Regions from separate parts of the Mus musculus genome. Here regions 1 and 3 are each linked to region 2. A link is a contact called in public Hi-C data. All regions are on one chromosome and are shown on one strand. Each heading gives the region's core, a stretch centred on a gene start, on an enhancer-like site or on the middle of the called end of the contact. The rest is flanking DNA. Distances are from core to core; before and after follow the strand shown. Region 1 has its middle 240 kb from the start of Gm40217. Region 2 has its middle 120 kb from the start of Gm29922. Region 3 has its middle 67 kb from the start of Gm29922.

The links. Hi-C and Micro-C count contacts between places; a contact is called where the count stands out from the background.
Region 1: a Hi-C map of uterus shows a contact between it and region 2, with 2.0 times the contacts expected there. The contact joins two enhancer-like sites. A contact is called at or near these places in 4 of 484 Hi-C or Micro-C datasets (liver, nephron progenitors and uterus).
Region 3: a Hi-C map of uterus shows a contact between it and region 2, with 4 times the contacts expected there. The contact joins two enhancer-like sites. A contact is called at or near these places in 7 of 484 Hi-C or Micro-C datasets (LSK cells, nephron progenitors and uterus), 1 of 115 datasets of contacts at active chromatin or transcription factors (large pre-B cells) and 1 of 9 other capture datasets (embryonic stem cells).

The regions. Positions count from the first base shown.
Region 1 is chr4:105,552,625-105,557,126 of GRCm38.p6, reverse strand. No RefSeq gene overlaps it. Among named protein-coding and RNA genes, the nearest start is that of Gm40217, 240 kb to the right of the region's middle. Within about 2 kb of position 1,941, at least 17 of the 459 cell types and tissues checked have an H3K27ac peak or open chromatin away from gene starts, as enhancers often do. A contact at or near this core is called in uterus, where this site is marked.
Region 2 is chr4:105,720,952-105,725,191 of GRCm38.p6, reverse strand. No RefSeq gene overlaps it. Among named protein-coding and RNA genes, the nearest start is that of Gm29922, 120 kb to the left of the region's middle. Within about 2 kb of position 2,576, at least 4 of the 459 cell types and tissues checked have an H3K27ac peak or open chromatin away from gene starts, as enhancers often do. A contact at or near this core is called in uterus, where this site is marked.
Region 3 is chr4:105,910,678-105,914,924 of GRCm38.p6, reverse strand. No RefSeq gene overlaps it. Among named protein-coding and RNA genes, the nearest start is that of Gm29922, 67 kb to the right of the region's middle. Within about 2 kb of position 2,489, at least 11 of the 459 cell types and tissues checked have an H3K27ac peak or open chromatin away from gene starts, as enhancers often do. A contact at or near this core is called in uterus, where this site is marked.

The DNA of each region.
Region 1 (4,502 bases), core at 692-3,191, 170 kb after region 2:
TGGACACCAAAGCAATGCAATTAAAAGTGTGTTATGCTTCCACTCTTCCCTGTCAAATGGCTATCACAAGGAAAAAAGATAACAAACACTGGTGAGGATGTAGAGAAAGAGGAATGAGCATTTATTGCACTTGGAGATAGACAGCTGTGTGGCCACTGTAGAAATCAGAGGGGCAATTCATCAAAAAACGAAAAGCAGAACTATCATGTGACTCAGCCTTATGACTCTTGGGTATATACTTGAAGGACTCTACAGGTACATACCACAGATGTAATACACATCTTTTCTTGTTGTACTGTTCCCAGAGCCAACTGAAATATCAGTCAACAGAGTAATGTGTAAAGAAAGTGTGATACATATATACGATGGAGTTTTATGCAGCCAAAAAGAAAACAAAAGTCATGACATTTGCAGGAAAATGATTAGAACTAGAAGTCACAGTGTTAAGTGAAATAAACAAGGCTCAGAAAGACAAATGCTTCATCTTTTCTCTGATTAGGTAGAACCTAGACTTAAAGTTGTGTGTGTGTGTGTGTGTGTGTGTGTGTGTGTCTTTACATTTGTATTACTTATAGACATATGTATATATGTATGTATTTATATGTATATATTTATATATATGTATATTTATATATGTGTGTTGTTTTAGGTCATGATTCCAGATAGGGGATAATGAGAGAGAAGGAAGAGATCTTAAGAGAGTCAGGAAGTAGAGTAAAGGCATTGATGTAATAAGAAAGCAGAATGGAGAAATAACTGGAGAAGCAAATGGAAGAAGAAACATGGCCAGGACAGCAGGAAGGGAGAACGAATGTGAACGTGGTATAATAAATGACATCTAAGATTCACAGTTTTATGCAGATGGTTCTTTTGGTGTTTTGGTGTTTTTTTTCTGTTTTGTTTTTTGGTTTTTTGTTTTGTTTTGTTTTGTTTTGGCAGGCTCATTCATATGTGTGCATTCTGCCAGGAAACTGACTGACTGCAGGTCTCAGATGGCCTCACTTGCATATCCAGCATTTGGCACCAGCTGTCAGCTAAAAACAAGTTAATTTCTCTCAATGAGAGGGAAATTGTGTCTCCAACAGATATTTGGCAAGTGTGTAGATAATTTCTATTGTCACCGCTATGTGGAAGAGGACAGAGCATACCATAATACACAAATCAGCCTCCCACAAGAGTAAGATACCTAACCTAAAATGTCAATAGTGCTGAGAAGCCCAGAGACAAGTACATTTACATAAAATGTCTTCTTTAGTGTTTACAATAACCATAACAGAAGAGTGACACCCCCATTATCTACAAATAAGAGAGTACCGCTGTGAGGAGGTAAGTCGTCAACAAGAGCTCACAGTAGCAAAAAGGGAAGCTGGGCCTAAATGTGCACATATGTGGGTTCTTAACGAACACAACAGAGCTATACATCCCCCTTGGAATGTTGACCTGCATAGAAGATCCAGTTTTCTAAATAGTAAGATACAGCCAGGCAACAGTCCAAGCTTCCCATCTAAGTTAAGGTATGGTGGCACACACCTAATATTCCAACACTGGGAGACTAGAGAATTTCAGTGGGTATCAGGCTATACAATGAGCTCAAGGCAAGCCTGAGGAGATGTGGGAAGGCATGATGCTTACCTGTTCTCCCTCAAGACAGTGCTGCCAGTATCTGGGGGGAGCCCCTCCTTACCTCCCAAGTCATCTGTTCTCCAGAATCAACGGCTCCAGATTTGGAATCTCACTCACGGGAAGCTATTCCAAGTCATCTCATGAATCTATTGTCCAAATCCTCGTTAAAGCAGCACATGAAATGTTGTTCCAGGAAACAAGTGTGATGATTCAGACGTACATGTACATCAGTGAGAATGGGACTGGCCAGTGCCCCATCAGCTCACTGCACTCCCAATAAGCTAGCTCGGGACCACAATTCGCTAGTTGGCAGACACAGAACACCATTGCCTCACACTGTCATTAAATCTCAGCACTTTGTTTCACACAGGCATCGAAAAGCCTTCTCTCTCTACTCTGACCTCCCCTTGGCTGCTTGGACTCAACTCACACACTTAACGTCATTTATTTTATTTTGAGATTACACAATTCTAAGTGCTTAGGGAGTGCGTTTCTGGGTATTCCACATGCTCACTGTTGATTGTAGAATACAAATAGTAAATCTCTTGGTAGAGGGGTCACTCAGGTAGGTGATAGAAACAAATGAAAAGTAATCAGGTGGGATCCAAACCTGTGAGGCAAGATCTCTGGTGATCTGGGAATTTAGAAGACAGCTTTTCTTAGTTTGACCTAACCACTGTCATGCAAAAATGAAGGCCAGAGTTTATAGGTCTTCCGGCAAAAGAAAGAAAGAAAGAAAGAAAGAAAGAAAGAAAGAAAGAAAGGAAGGAAGGAAGGAAGGAAGGAAGGAAGGAAGGAAGGAAGGAAGGAAGGAAGGTTGAAAGTCTGTATTTTTACTGGATATACTCCATCTTTCATTGTTGGCCCCTAATTCACAAAATTTTAACATACACTATTGGCCATAAAAATAATAACAATAAATAAAAGAATCTGTAGACTGGGTTCAGTTCACGACAGGCTTCAAGTTTGCAAACTTCTCCTGTGGGGATTAAGGACTTGCTCAGCACTGGTTTTAATCAGACAAAAATGTAAAATGACTTGCATTATCTTAGATTTAAAACCATAGCATTTATTTTCACTACTCCCCTGTTAATCACAGGCTTGATACTTTTAAAGCCAAAAGAATCTTCAGGGTTACGCTGTTTAGTTTTTTTTTTTGTTTGTTTGTTTTGTTTTGTTTCACAAAGGAGGAACGTGTGATTCAGAAACAAGAAGTCATTTGAATTTTAGATAAATTTCTGGAAAAACAATTCTAAAGACTCAGATTTCTGGAAGTGGAAGGACCAAGTCTTGGTTTCACAACATGAACACTAGTGTTGTTTTACAACAGTTCTTGGTTAGGGGGTGAGCTTTTGTTAGGTGACCAAACACTTAACAAGAAACCACTTAGAGAGGAAAGATTTATTTGGGCTTACAGTTTGAAGAATTCTGATCCATCAAGGCAGGGAAGGTATGGAGGTGATCCTATCTGATCCTTGGTGGCAGCAGCAGGAGACAGCTGGGTTTCTTACATTCCAGTGGGAAAGGATGAAGGGAGGCAGTGCTGGCATTCAGCAGGCTTTCTTGTTCTCCCTTTGTGTACAGCCTAAGATGCTAGCATCAGCTTGTGGGGTGCTGCTGCCCACATGAAGAGGGGCCTGGGAGCAGTGTTTGACTGCTTAGCTAATCCTCTCTGGAAAGGTTCTGGCAGACATATCTAAAGGTAGATCTCACTAGTGAGCTGTCAAGTTGACAGAATTATCCACCACGTGTGGCTGTTGGACACACTGTGGGATGATCAGCCACATCTCTGGTTTCTGCCCACTGGATGCCTGTACTCAGTCCTGCAGGCATGAGTGATCCTAAAGAAGAAAATCACCACTGCCCAAGGAAACTAGTGGTGACCACTGGTTTCATACAGTCCCTGCATGTGATAGATAGGGAAACTAGACTCAGAAAATTAAAGAACACCCCCCACACACACAAGATCATTGAAGAACAGAGTTATTGGCATGTGTAAGGCCAAGACTCAAGTCTCTTAATTCTTAGCAGTGTTCTCTTTACCAAGCCTGGAAGTCTTTCTTATTTTTATTAACTTAATTTATATTAATTATTACTATGTGGATATATGGTGCATGTGTGTGTTTGCACATGTGTGCATGTGCGTGTGTGTATGCGTGTGTATGTGTGTGTGTGAGAGAGAGAGAGAGAGAGAGAGAGAGAGAGAGAGAGAGAGAGAGAGAGAGAACAGGTATGAACTTGCCATGGTGAGCACATAGAACAAATTGTAGGAGTCACTTCTCAACTTTTCCCATGTGAATTCTAGGAATCAAACCCAGACATCAGACTTGTATAGCAAATACTTTTACCCATTGAGACATATGCCCGGTCCTCAAGCTTGCAGATCTTAACCATGAGTCATTCAATAACAGATTAGTATGAAACTGCATGCTTTTGATGAGAGACTAGGCCATTGACAAGGGAGCCAGAGCTTGAGATCAGCAGATTAGGTAATCAAATTTCAGCTCATCTATTTACTAACTTTGTACCACTCCCCAAATGAACATTCTAAGTCTTCGTTTATCACTTGAAAAATAGATTATAAAAAGTATATAGTACTTACCACATAGTAGTAAATTGCTATTGTTACTATTATTCTTATTATAATTAACTGGTCCTGGGATCAGTAAACTATATTTCACATATCCCCCTGTCCTGCTTACTTTTTAAAACCTGTGAACAGAAAATGTTTTTTAAATTTTTAAATGTTAAAAGTAACACTACTGTTTGTGACACCTGTGTACAATTCATAGTCCAGTGTCTATAAATAAAGTTTTATTAAAACACAGTCATGTCAGCATATAGAATCTACAGCTGTTTCCTACTATAACAGAATTGAA
Region 2 (4,240 bases), core at 1,327-3,826:
GTTACCTTTTCTACACACATTCCATTGGGCCCTTTCTAAGAACAATGTGGAACTTTACCTGAGCAAGCTTGTTTGGTTATTGGCTCCCTAATCTAAGACATAGTGACCTTTTACACTTAGACCTGCTAAATAACAGGATGTCTCAATCGGCTTTGCCTTAGAAAATTTCACCACAAAGTATTTTCCTCAGTGCTGGCCCATGTGGCAGCCTTGGGGAGCTGTAAACAAACCTTTTCCCTTCTAGGTTGGATGTGCAGATTTGCAGTTTCTCTTGTTGGTGTTGTTGCTCTCTGTAATTATAGAATCCCTGCGTTCACAGGAAGCATGAGTGTTGTTTAGTCTAGTCTTTATTTAATACATAAGCAATAGCCACCAGTTTTAGGGAATTTACTACTTTGGTGTCGGTCTGTTGTTGGCCTGTATTTAATACTTCCAATAGTTCTTAGTCTGTAACGGTGAAGAGGCTGGCTTTCCAGAACTTCCATCCCTTCATCCTATTTCTGACCTTGAAGCACTGTCATAGAGAGACACTTAATCAAACCATCGTGTAGTTCCAAAAGAATGTGGAATATGTTGGAAATTATGGCAAACACTAGAGAATCAAACAATGAAACGCGGAAAAAATAATTAAATCTGGAGCATATTAATCTAAAATGTTTGTTGGTCTGTGAGTTACACAGATCCAGAGGATAATGAAGGGATGTTGCTATTTCTAGTGCATCTGCCTGCTGGCTGGCTCTGGTGGTTTGAATAGGTATGAGTTTGAATGCTTGGCCGTAGGGAGTGGCTTTATTAGGAGGTGTGGCCTTCTTGGAGGAAGTGTGGTTTTGTTAGAGGAAGTATGTCACTGTGGAGGTGGGGTTTGAGGTCTCAAATATTCAAGTTATACCCAGTGTGAAAATACACAGTCTCCTGGCTGACTTCAGGAAAAGACTTAGCGCTCGCAGCTCCTCTAGCACCATTTCTGCCTGCAAGATGCCATGCTTCCCACCATGATGAAAATGGACCAAACCTCTGAAACTGTAAACCATCCCCAATTAAATGCTTGCTTTTATAACAGTTGCCTTGGTCACGGTGTATCTTTACAGCAATAAAACCCTAACTAAGATACTGGCTGTACTAGTCTGAAATTTCAACCTCATGCAGGGATTCCCTCTGAGACACCACACACACACACACACACACACACACACACACACACACACACACACACGGAATATATCATATAAGTGAAATATATGGAATATATATAAATATAGATATTGAGATTGACACATTAAATTGGACACATTAATATGAACACTTGGAGGACTGAAGACAGTGATTCACTGGGGAGAATTATCCTCATTATCCTCGGTATCTGTATAACCTCATAGACAAACAAATATTTTAGAATTAATATGATACATATTTAATTATCTTTCCCACTTTTCATTGTTTGCTTCCTGGGGTTTGTATATACATGTCCTATGCCTATCTGATCATGCCATGAGACACTATGACCACTGTGGTGACAAAGACTATACAAAAGCTATATGTTTCCTAAATTCCTCCTATTGTTGCCCACTAAGTGAGATATTTAACTGAGGCATTCTCACTATGTACAGTGATTGACTACAAATTGGCTTGAATTCATGACAACAAAGACAAGGTCAGTCTAAATTCTACTTTGAAAAGTTCAATTTCCCTAGAGCAATTCACTTTAGAAAACTAATTATTCCAGTATTATAGATGAACCCCAACGAAAGGCATTTGGTGGAAATCACTTACACTCTTCTTGGACATGTGCTGTCAGAATTTACTAACATGCAGTGGGAAGTGAATGAACAAGGCCACCGCCTGCTAGTCCAGCCATCTGGTATACCTTGCCTGAGCTTTATGTGGCTATCTGTAAAACAGGGCAGACTGTCATGTCATGATCCATAAAGTTCCACAATGTTCTAAAAATGGAGCTCAGCATCATCATTAAGTGTTGCTTACATAGTTAACCTGTGAATTCCTAAAAATTTAGATATGGGTACCAGTCAGGCATGGGCCATTACTATTGTCCCGACACATGCCACCTGTAGGGAGTTAGAGAAGCTTTGAGGGTTGGGTGGGAGAGGTTTCCATTTAGACAGGTTTTAAGTCTGGATGTCTGCATCTTTTAACTTCCAACCAACAGATAAGTAACTTCATTTCTCTGGACCTATTTCTATCACATGTATAAAATTCTTATTTTACTGGTCCATGGAGTTTAAAAAGATGGTCGATATTTTCCAAGCCTTGCCATCCCTTTAACCCTCTTTCCTGATCAACTTCTCCTTTTGATCAATAATATGTTATTCTTTCTAATAAAGAGATCTAGGGAGTATGTTTTCAACAATTTTTATGAAAGACATTTATTAGGCCATAAAAAAGCAATGTTAACATTTTTACCCACTTGCTGGGACATGAAGTTCTACGATTCCTTTTTATGGGGAAGCTTGTTTTTCTTCATTTTTCACTCTTCTCCTGTACTCGAAGTTAGCCCAAATATGGTAACAGTAAGTCATTCAGACTGGGTTAATGCACGTCCTCGTAGGTTAGATACTCCTCAGTCCCCTTGTTCATCTGTGTGATGGGAATTAGCCAGCTCATCCTTTGAATCATTGCTTGGCCCATAAAACTGCTTGGGACTTTAATCCCATCTCTGGGTTTTTGACCTTTTAAATCTCCCACTCCAGAGATGATCAGGGCTCTGCTGGGTTTTGTGGAACAGCCAACAATGTTTTTCAACTCTGCTTAACTGTGCTCGCCTCTGCCCTTCCCTCTGAGTCTTTGCAGCTTCTCTTCCATTGCAAGCCACAGGCTGCAAGGATTATTTTTCCCTCTTCCATGCCTAGCAACTACCATCTGCACTTGTCCCTTTGATCCATCTTGGTGAGCACACCTTGGTGGCCTGGGGACAGTGATTCTATGAGGATGGCTGAGCTTTTATGAGTCCAGTTAAGGTCATGAGGTGCCCTCCCAATCAACAAGGCTTATTTTTAAAAAAAAATAGATCTTTGAAATTTTTTTTATAAATCTCATAAAATACTGCAAGCATAGAGATTTTGGCTGCTTCATCCTTTCTTCTTCTACACTGGTCCACCAAAAACCTCAAAGGCCACAGCTGACCTTTGTCTTTAAAGAATGTATCAGTAACGGACATACTCTTTGATATCTTGAGAGCAGATGTTGGCTAAATCAGTATGTGGAGAATTTCACAGGGGGTGTAGCTCAGTAGATACCCAGCCAGGGGGTATTTGATTCCAGGAGAATGCCAAATGGCTTGGGGTGATTGATAACAAGAGGTCATGGAAGGAGAGAACTGTTTTACTATTCCATGAATAATTATCTTGGCTCATCTGTCAGTATGGTACTGGTCTTTAACACCTGTCTGAATATGGGGATTAATCCCAGGATCCTCCTAATTCATTAGGCAAGTACTTTACCACCAAGCTGCATAATAGCCTTCCAACCTCCACCCCCTACCACCCCCACCCCATTTCGGAGTAGAGGATACATAAAGAACACCTCCAACTCCAGCACCAGGCAGCGGTGCATTAGCGAGCGATGTTATTTTCTTTGTAATTTTGTGGTTGTCTTTGCCATTCATGATTCTTTATGGACATGCTAATCTTCTCCCCATGAGAGCTATATAAAGTGTCCTTGTAAAACACACTTATGTGATTAAAATGATTACGCATGTTAAAAGAAAGCATAAAAAATGCCGATGTAACTGGTATAAACATGCATCAACAAACTCACAAAAGTGATACACACATAATTAGAATTGGGAAATCTAATTAGTTGAATGAGAGTGATGCTTTAAACTTTCTATTGACATTTTGAATTATTATTTGAGAATTTCATACACAAGTAGTGTGTTTTGATAAAAGCCACCCTTTCTTCCCTGACCAGTTCCTTTCCTATACCCCTTCTGCTTTTCTCTCCCAACTTCTCTGTCTGTGCTTAGTGGTGCCAGTACGTGTGCATGGGTATGGGGCCATTTGCTGAGGTCTGGGGTCCTAACAAGGTCTGCATTTTTGAAGAAAACTTGCAGTCCCCTTCTCTAGCAGCCATCAATTGCCAGTAACTGTTGACCTAGGAGTAGGGCTCCATGAAACTCCCATCCATGCTGGGAGTTTGCCTGGCTTGATCTTGTGTAGGTCTTGAACGTGCACTCACAGTCATTGTGAATTCATGTGTATAATAAGCCATCCTCTCTTCAAAGTGT
Region 3 (4,247 bases), core at 1,240-3,739, 190 kb before region 2:
AAAGGAATTATTCCTCTAGGTGCTGAGAGGGCTGCCAGCAGACAGCCCTTTACTCTTAGTCCCCTTTCAGGAATTCAGTCACTTCTCACAGCTTCTCCCTTTCCTGAGCCACTCACAGTTGTCAATGGTAGCTCCCCCCACCCCCCAACCTCTGTGATTATAAATGTCCTTACCTCAATTTGGGACAAGTTTCTGAAAGACAAGGCTCCTGTGACATTGCTGAGCCCTCTCTGTCTAGAGTGTCCCCTGCTTCTTTCTCCTTGGCCCTACTGCCCCCTCCACAGTCTCCCAAGTGCAGGCACCCAGCTTCAAAGGGAGCTTCCTTGCAGCAGCTGATGACTGAGTTCATGTGGGACCCTCCTTACTCTGTTCACTCCTCTTACTCCATGCTAGGGATATGTGTCCCATAATGCTATTGCTCTTGGTTTGTACCATCATCCATAGCTCTCTTGTTGTTGAACCCAGGTGACCTTAAATTCTTCCTGGGGGGACAGAACAAGGCTTCAGAACCTCTCAGAAAGTTAGGAATGGAGACCTACATAGAGTACATTTCTGCAAGATCATAGAGCTAGCGATACAGACATTTCCCAACTTTCTGGTTAATTCTACTGAATGCTGCAAACAGAACTGCCCATGTCTTGTGATTTGATTTTATGTATGTATGTATGTATGTATGTATGTATGTATGTATGTATGTATGTGTGTGTGTATGTATGTGTATGTGTATGTATGTATATGTAGAGGCCAGAGGAGTATTATGATGTGTCTTCTTCTATGGTTTTCATCTGTTTTTGAGAGCATGTGTTACTGTTCTGGCTAGTTTTATGTCAACTTGGTACAAGCTAAAGCTAGCTGAGAGGGAACCTCAGAGGGAAAAAAAAAGCCTCCATAGGATCAGGTTGTAGGCAAGCCTATAGAGAATTTTTTAAATTAGTTATTAATTCAGAGGGTATAGCCCATTGTGGGTGGTGCTACCCCAGGCTGGTTGTCCTAGGTTCTATAAGAAAGCAGATTGATCAAGACATGAGGAGCAAGCCAGGAAGCAGCACTCCTCCATGGCCTCTGCATCAGTTCCTGCCTCCAGGTTCCTGCCCTGTTTGAGTTCCTGTCCTGACTTCCTTTAATGATGCACTGTGATGTGGCCAAATGAATGCTTTCCTTCCCAACTTGCTTTAGTCACAGTGTTTATCCCAGTAATAGAAACCCTGACTAGGACAGCCCCGAGCCTTGAGCTTGCTGTTTCAGTTAGGCACAAGCTCCTAGAGGAACCATTCTAAGCCCTTAACACTGGGCTTATAGGCTTGATGTTAGGGATTTGAACTCAGGTCCTCTTGCAGTCATGGTAAGTGTTCTTACTTAAGGAGCAATCTCTCAACCCCCTTTCTTTGTTTCTGTTTGTTCTCAGGCTTGGCAAGTAAACTAGGAGCTCACACAGATCTTGCCAGGAAAGATCTCTACATTGACCTATAGTCTCAGCCCTTCTTATGCTTTTTAATACACTAATATCCCAGACATGTTGGGCCCAGAATTTCCATTTCTGGGTCTGAAACTGTGTATCTATCAGCTAGTGGTCAGCTTTTAACACCCCTACTAAAACTGTGGCCTCAGCCAAATAGTAAGCAATAGGTTTTAAACAGCATCACTGAAGATGCCCCAGCTCTAATGTGTGTGTGTGTGTGTGTGTGTGTGTGTGTGTGTGTGTGTGTGTTGGGGGGCAGTCACAAACTTTGTTTGCTACAGAGCTGTCCCAAGGGTTCTAAAGTGAAGAAGGAAAGGCAGAGAGGTATGCATTGGGCTGGTGTGTGTGTGGGGGCAACATGAAGCCTGGAAAGGAGAGGGATAATAGAGATAATAGGGAGATATGGGAGGGGAGAACGGGGGTGGGGGAGAAGACAGAAGAAGAGGGAAGAGGGGAGAGGAAGGAGGAGGTGGTGGGACAAGAGAGAAAGTTGTCAGGCAGATGTGGAAAAGAGTAGAAAGCAGAAGGCATACGGTGAGCAGGCTTTTCTAGCTGACACAATGGTAACTTCCCTACTCACTGGACAGCCTGTTATTTGTGGATTTGAGCTTGTTGGATCAGTACGTTTTATGATCTGAAATAATCTATTCAGAGCCAGTGTCTTGAGGAGAGGGTTGCCTACGGCTGGGATCTCAGTTCACTCTGCCAACAGGGCTTTGAGAAGCCTGTAAGGGTGTCACGGTATCAGGGGACCAAGAGGACTCGCATCTGGTGCTGAGTGAGGAATTGAGATTAAGTGGGGGTATCTGGGGATATAGATCCCCCTCCCCCATTGATGACCAGGCAATGTGTGCCCTAGAGAGAGCCTGGGGTTTTGGCTCTGCAGTTGCTTTGAAAGAAAGAAGCAGATCACTGCATGCAATTTATTATTTTTTAGGACATAATAGCTAACAGTTCTGAAAACACTCTGGCTGTGCTCCACAGCTCATCAACTCGCACAGCGCCAAGGAATGAAGGAGAAAGTCCAGATGTACCAGAGTGCTGCTGAGGTACGGGGTGCTGTGTTTCCTCTCCTAGGGACCTGGGGTAGTCCCCACCTGTACGAGCCCCTTGCACCAATAGCCTCAAGCTTCCTGAATAGTGTTCAGGTTTGATCAGATCCAATAGGAGTCCTAATTGTTGGTGTCGAGAAGTTATGGAAAGTTCAAGGGATGGGACAGACCGGAGGTTTGCCCTGTCTTCTTCTTTGCTGTGGCCTCGGGATGCCATATGGCTGCTGTGACCCTAGATGTGGCTCAGAGGTCTCAGCTCACAGTGTGGGCCCCTCTGTCTGTGCTCCTGCAGGCCTTGAGGGTTGCAGCCTTGGTGTCACCAGGAGGCTCCCAGACCCCTCAAGCTGCACAGCTGTGTGGCTGTCATATTGCCTGTGTTCCTTTAAAGCTAGTCACTGCCCTGACTGTGGGGGCAGAGCTTGGTAGGCCACACTGAACCAAATTCTTCCTTGTCATGCACAGGCCGACCACCACTCATCCACAGCCTGCAGCTCTTTTATTTGAGGAGACAGGTGGAAACAGACCTCCGGAGGGCCAGGCTATGGCCAGGTTCACACTTCACAGCCTTCGCAGCTGTTAGAACTTGGCAAGCCTCCAGAGGTGATCCACTCATGACAGCGTTCATGAAGTAGGATCCCTTTTCCCTTCACAGGGCGATCAGAGGGCTCAAAGAACACAAAAGTATTTAACCAAAGCTGAGAGCTGTGTACATTTGATGATCGTTATTGTGTTGAGCTGATCCTAGAACATAAAGAAGAGATGTGGGAGCCAAGGAAGGATTTCTTGTTCTATTCCCCTCCCTCCCTCCCTCCCTCCCTCCCTCCCTCCCTCCCTCCCTCCCTCCCTCCCTCCCTCCCTCTCTCTCTCTCTTTCTCTCCCTTGCTTCCTTCTGGAGCACCCTAGTATCTGCCTTCAGCCTAGAAAAACATGGAGGAATCAGACTTAGAACATACCATGGCATACAAATAATATTCTCTTAAATGATCAGAGCAAGCAAATATCTTGCCTTCTTCTAGAGAAAGAATGAGGAGATGCTACCTCATGCGGGGGTGGGGGGGGTGGGGGTGGGTTTGTTCAACAGCTTGGCCTTCAGCTGGGGCCACCTGCTTCACCTGTGACAAGTTGGATCCTAGGTGCCCCTTGCTTCTCTGTCCCCTCTTCTATCACTTGGCATGGCTGTGTCCATTTCTATGGACAGTCATGAGAACTACATCGAACCTGCCACATGATTTCCTAGGAAATAACCATCTCTAGAGTGAGAGCTTGTTAACCATCTCCCCTCCCAACCTCCAAGTGCATGCTGCACTGTCCCTGTGGGGAAGATGAACCCTGGGACTTGTATGGAATACCATATTCTCTCGGGGCCCAGAACTCATCTGCAATAGGGAAGATATTTTTAAGTTCTTGTTGTAGCTTCTAGACCTTTCCCCAGCCCAACAGTATTGCTTGGGTTGCACTAGATCTCTATCTGTGCTGTCTTCCAGCTAGTTCCCTGCTCCAGATGTAGTCGGAAACTGGAGACACGGACCAGAAGTCAGCTGCTTCCTCTCTCTGGGCATGCTGTTGTCTATAGAAGGCCTTGGTCTGGATATATGTGGTTCCTGCCTTCTAGCACGGACGCACCCTGATTTTGTTTTAGGGACAGTTTCCTATATGAATGCTTTGTGTCTGCAACTAATGAGCTCTATTTATATTGCTCTCTATGCAGCCAAGGCTCTGAGACAAAACTTGGCTCA